Linked DNA regions of Mus musculus: region 1 is linked to region 2. A link is a contact called in public HiChIP or PLAC-seq data. All regions are on one chromosome and are shown on one strand. Each heading gives the region's core, a stretch centred on a gene start, on an enhancer-like site or on the middle of the called end of the contact. The rest is flanking DNA. Distances are from core to core; before and after follow the strand shown. Region 1 has its middle 22 kb from the start of Pou2f1. Region 2 holds the start of Dusp27 (dual specificity phosphatase 27 (putative)).

The links. HiChIP or PLAC-seq counts read pairs in DNA pulled down with a chosen protein or histone mark.
Region 1: an H3K27ac HiChIP or PLAC-seq map of heart atrium shows a contact between it and region 2, with 4 times the contacts expected there. The contact joins the enhancer-like site here to the promoter of Dusp27 in region 2. A contact is called at or near these places in 17 of 39 promoter capture datasets (the 3T3-L1 cell line, 3T3-L1-derived adipocytes, the C10 cell line and 14 more), 3 of 484 Hi-C or Micro-C datasets (the G1E-ER4 cell line, pre-B cells and thymic regulatory T cells), 6 of 115 datasets of contacts at active chromatin or transcription factors (the HPC-7 cell line, T-cell acute lymphoblastic leukemia, embryonic stem cells and 2 more) and 4 of 9 other capture datasets (adipose tissue, liver, macrophages and 1 more).

What each region holds. Positions count from the first base shown.
Region 1 is chr1:166,022,756-166,025,626 of GRCm38.p6, forward strand. No RefSeq gene overlaps it. Among named protein-coding and RNA genes, the nearest start is that of Pou2f1, 22 kb to the left of the region's middle. Within about 2 kb of position 1,431, at least 14 of the 459 cell types and tissues checked have an H3K27ac peak or open chromatin away from gene starts, as enhancers often do. A contact at or near this core is called in heart atrium and neural stem cells, where this site is marked.
Region 2 is chr1:166,126,627-166,129,326 of GRCm38.p6, forward strand. Dusp27 (dual specificity phosphatase 27 (putative)) reads right to left here and starts at 1,272. Exons shown (of 6, transcript NM_001160049.1): 1 at 1,166-1,272; 2 at 444-573. The coding sequence starts at 553.

The DNA of each region.
Region 1 (2,871 bases), core at 181-2,680, 100 kb before region 2:
TAGCATTCAAAGACACTAGAGTTGATTATAAAGTTCTGAGCTCAATAATGTTCACAGCAAAACTGGATGTTTTATACAACACAATGGAAATAAAATTTACTGCAGCTATGAACAGGCATGAGAAAAAGGCCCCAGACATGGGAGTGCCATAGACTATATATATTACAAAGATGAGATAAATACACACTGAGCAATCCTCAGCTGAGTTGTTACGATATCTGACTAATTGTAATTTCAAGAAAAATCTAAGCTCAACACTATTTCAATGGCTGGAGAGATGGTTCAATCATTAAGAGCAGTTACTGCTCATGCAAAGAATAACAATTTGGTTCTCAGAATGCAGTTCACAACTGTCTATATCTCCATTTCAGGGCATCTAATGCCTTCTGGCCTTTACAGGCACCTGCATACACATACTGCACAGAAACGAATGCAGGTACACACATAAACTGAAAGTAAATAAATAATGTTTTAAATCCTCTATTGCAAAGGCCAAGAACATTTGGATAGTGCCAGTATGACATCAGTTGTGACATAAACCAGTCATGAGGTCCAAGTCATTAACCTGAGCACTTGGAAGGCAGAGACAGGTGGATCTCCGTGAGTTCAAGGCCATCTTGGTCTAAGTAGTGAGTTCCAGGCCAACCAAGGCTACATAGGGAGAGCCTGTTTCAAACAAGCAATTATGGTATGAGACGTCAAGCTTTCATGATAGCACAGAAATAATTATCACCTAGCTTTAGCTAATATAGAATCTCCTGCCTATGGTGGACACACATTCAGCTTTTGGAAAATTTGTATTAGTATACTCTGTATGCAAATCAGTATTAAAATGTAAGACAAGATTAGTAATTAATAGGTAAGCAGTGACATAAAATGACCTTTGAAAATGATAGAGAGAGAGAGAGAGAGAGAGAGAGAGAGAGAGAGAGAGAGAGAATGGTGCCACGTGCCTTTAATCCCAGCACTTGGAAGGCAGAGGCAGGCAGATTTCTGAGTTCGAGGCCAGCCTGGTCTACAGAGTGAGTTCCAGGACAGCCAGGGCTACACAGAGAAACCCTGTCTCGAAAAACCAGAAAGAAAAAAAAAAGAGAGAATGATAGCAAAAGTAACAGCTACAAAATCATTCACTGTGGTATAAACTGTGAATATCTAGGTAGTAGAGAGACTGTAGTGTTCCCAGTGTAGGTCAGAGGTTCAGACACTGCAGCCACACTCTTCTTAGCTGGTAGTGTTATCTTTGAATACAAAAAGGCAAGAAGGTACAAATTATTCAGTCAGCTGTGGCCATCAAAGGCCAAACATCTTTTTCTTCCAGCTGGAGTCACCTGCCTGACTACACAAAACCCAGCACTCAGGGCAGCTGAGTGGCAGGGCACTCCACCCCACTACTTAGCCCGAGTCACCTCTGAGAGAACAGACAGGGATTCTTACAGCTTTACACTCTGCCTTTGTTGGTTGTTTCCTAGGTGACAAAGTGTTCTGTCCTCTGCTGTAAATAACGGCAGGAGCAAAGCAAAGGGTCTGACCCTTTCCTCCTCCGCTGTCAGCCTCTGTCCAATTCAGCTGCACGCTCCTTGGGAGACAAGATGGGAAACCCTGTTTCTTAGACTTGTGCTGTTCTTTAAAAAAAATTTTTTTGATATGTTTTATGTACATGTAGAACTTTATATCAGTCACAGAGCTTTGCAGCTAATAATTCAGAGGCCTCCTGTTCTCATGCCTACTGCATTCCAAAATATTTTCTAAGAAGAAGAATATACTTGAAAACTGTTGGAGGTTGTATTGTATGTGCTTTATTTATATGTCACTAAGTATCCCCATGGTAGGATTCTGTTTTCCCAAGCTATTGACATGAGAGTTTGCATGTGACAGGTTTTGGCCAGAAGTATTATCTGAAGTGACATGTGCCATAGCCGCTTAAAGGCTAAGAGTAACTCTCATGGGTCTGCCACTGTCCTGCCCTCTCTGTGCCCCCATCACGAGGACACAACAGTCTAGGTTGTGGGTGCCCTTGGATCTCAAGTGAGGAAGACGTCTGAAGCATGGCCACAACGCACTGAGCATGGCTTGCAGTAAAAGTGAGAAATAAAGCTCTGGTGGATACAAGTCTCCAATAACTGGGTCTGCTACACAGTGGCACATGGCCTCTGTTCTGTGCTGTAGCAAAACCAGGCAATCATTTTCCAGCACTGTACCCGTTCCTTCCACTGTGCTTAGCCTTCTTCCCCTTGCTCCCCAAGGTCAAAGGTTGTCCCACTCACAGCCTTTGTAAAGTTTCCCTTCCCATCTGTCCAACGTGAGTATGCACTCCGATCTTTCAGTCTATGCTGCGTTTAGCCCTTTGCACACAGCCCTGGTGCTAATTATCTTCTTGTACACATACTTTACTCTCTCACAAGCCCAGGGAAGCAGAAACCATAACTGATACTTGGTGTCATGCTTGTTGCATGGCAGACATGGAAAGCACAGATGAATGTTGTTTTCCTACCGATGGTTTGTTGGTTTAGATGAACACCCATTGTCAGTTATCTCCTTCTTAGGTTCTTGAAAACAAAGACTAAAACTCCGAAGGAGCCAGATTGTAGGCATTTCATGGCCTAGTCTTGTCATAGCACAGCTCATTACAGGCACACGCTGAGATTTGAAAATTGAACATACCACTCCTGATAATACCTGGGATCCTCTGTGAATTAAGTTCTGTTTGTTGTGATGTGTGCAGCTAGGCAAATAATGTCAGAATTTATCAAATTCACCTGAGATAGAGTTAGACTTTAGCCATCCTATTAGGACCCTTTGCAACTTATTTAAAGTCCCAACAAGCACAAGGAGTTGCAGCATCTTCTATAACTCTTATAGAAGAAATTTTAA
Region 2 (2,700 bases), core at 22-2,521:
ACAGGTCTCTGTTCTCAGTCGTGACAGAAGAAAACGGGAATATATGGTATTTTCTTTAAAATCAACACCTCCATTGTGGTACAAAATAATTTTAGTACCAGGGCTTGGCCCTTGGTCCTCATTCCTTCTTCATCTCTCCTCTTAGACTTTCTGGCATCTCAACCCCATATCCAGCCCTGGTCCTGGTGAATCAAGTGCATCCTGTCGGTTGACCTGCCAAATTCCTACTTCCAGGTTCAGGCCAGCAGCAGCACCTCCCAGAAGCCTCTGGTCTTTCCCTGTGTGCTTGTCACCCCTCCCCCACCCTACCAGCCCACAGCACCACACATTCTGGAGAGACCAACGTCTAGCTCTCACCACCACGCCTCAGTCCACCATCCTGGGGAATAGAGCCCAGCGTCATGCTGACTGGCTCCTATGACACTCAGCAGTGGCCCACTTACTGGCTTGGGGAGGGACTCCGGAGATAGCGGGCCTGTACAGCTCTCACATCTGCTTCATCCTCCTCGTTTGGAACTACCTGCTCCTCCTCTGCGTCTCCACCGGTAGCCATGTCAGCCTGTCAGCCTCTGTCTGCCTGACAGGAAGAGGTTGTTTAGGGAATTAGATTCCATAGGCTTTGTAGGGGGAGGGGGACGTGTCACCAATGTCACCTTGGTGGACTGAGAATGGGGAGGGGAGGGCGTGCTAATACCCGAGTGGGTAAAGGAGCCATAGGGAAACCAAGAAGATGAAGGCCGACTGTCCTTAGAAGGATACCATGAGGTGACACAATATGTAAGAAGTGACATCTTGACTCCTTTCGTGGATATTAACAGGGAAGCAGAGAGGAAAAGCAAAGGTTTATTTTAACTGTAGTGTGGGAGGTTTGTGAAAGGCGGTGGATTCCCCAGACTAAAAAGGACATTTGAAGTCCCCCTTCCAACTACATTAATGTACACACCTTTTATCTTACTGGAAGGGAAAACAGGCTCCCTTCAGTGATATTTATTGACTCTGTGTCATTCAGGGCCTTGGGCTGAAGGTCCACCCCATAGCCTACCTATTAAGGCACAAAAAGTCCCTGATAGCTAGTCCCAGCTATGGCTGTGGCCTGACACTCAGGGCAGACTGGCACCCCTGAAGTCTAAGTCCCAGCTCACCACAGAAGGGAACGAACACTCACCTTGTGCTGGTGTGTCCTCACCAAGGACCAAGAACCCCAGGAAAGTGACCAGAAGTTTGGTCTAGAGAGGGACGGGAGCTTTCTCTTCTCTGGTGTGCTTCTGCTCTGAGGGACAGCTGTTAACAAGAAACCTTAGCCAGTCTCTAAATTTAGCCTCTGGCCCCATAGGATGGCAGCTCTCTGGGAGGAAGGAATGCAGGCTTCACTTAACCCTTTCCCTTCCGGCTGATTCTCAGACATTGATGTTTAGCAGTGGGTTTAGAACAGGCTCATGCTGTGACACAAGGACCTAGAGAAAACCATCTCCCGCAGGAGGCTGGCTCCTCAAAGCACTTTCTGAAAATAATCCAAATCAGCACATTTGGAACGAACTTAACTTTACCTCATAGCATCTTGGAGGAAGCCTAGGAAAGGAAAATACCAATTATACAGAACAGGTTGGCCCTCAGCCAGGCATGGGGAGAACACCATGTTTTGATTAAAGAGAAGTCATGGCTTGAGACCAGCCTGACAACAAGTTGTACCTTCCCTTCATATCTCTGCCTCACCATTCATGGCCCTGGTAGTGGCCAGTTGCAACTAGGGAGTAACGTAAGAATTCGGAAGACTTGATAAACTCCAAAAGACTCATGACCCACTCTATGGTGGAACTCATGACATTCTGCCACCATCCTTGCAGTCCCCAACTGCCCACAGTTAACCCTCTCATGCTCGACGTCCTGAGAGTCCGTGCATCCTTCCTTCTACCTGCCTCCATGCTTCTGGTGGCTTCCAGTTCACCCTCTCCACAGTGACCCCTCCCCTATCCATCCATCTTTCCATCTGCCTCCACGTTTGTAAATATTTCTTAGTTACCTCCTATGCACTGGGCACTGTACCTGACTAAGTTAGTTAGACTCATAGCCCTTGTCTTCCTAGCTAGATGGAAACGTGCCCAGAGTAGTAGCCTCAGAGATTGGCTGAATGAATGAATGAGCTCACAGTTTATTAGGAGGCATTAGACAGAGACTAAATATAGCTGAAGTGTAAGAGTGGAGTTCCTGCCCTAGAAGAGACTCAGAGCGCTGCACTGAATCTCAAGAAGGAGCAAGTTCTGAGCTGCGAAGCCAGGGAAGGCTTCGTGGGAGACATGATGTAGGAGCAGGCCTTTAAAGGATAAGCTGGATAAAATATAATGGGTATAATAGTGGGGAGGGGCTGCCGAGAGAGCACAGTGCACAGTCCTGCAGCAGGAAAGAACGAGCCGCAGCCGGCTAGATGTCTAAGTAGAGACAGAACAGAGGTTACACACCCTGGAAGATAACTCTTAAAAGGGAAGGGACGTTGAAGAGTGAATCCTAGCACACCTTACAGGACAATTTAAGGAGCAGATGGACGTCCGTTCATTTCTTAAGGGCTGCAGAGTCAGCAAGAGAGCCAGAGTAGAGACCCAGCATCAGGGGGTCTGTCCTGAGTAAGATAACCTGACGACAGTGTCCAGAAACTGGAAAATCATCATATACAGTAGGAGAAGGCTAAACTGTGACTAAGCAAAG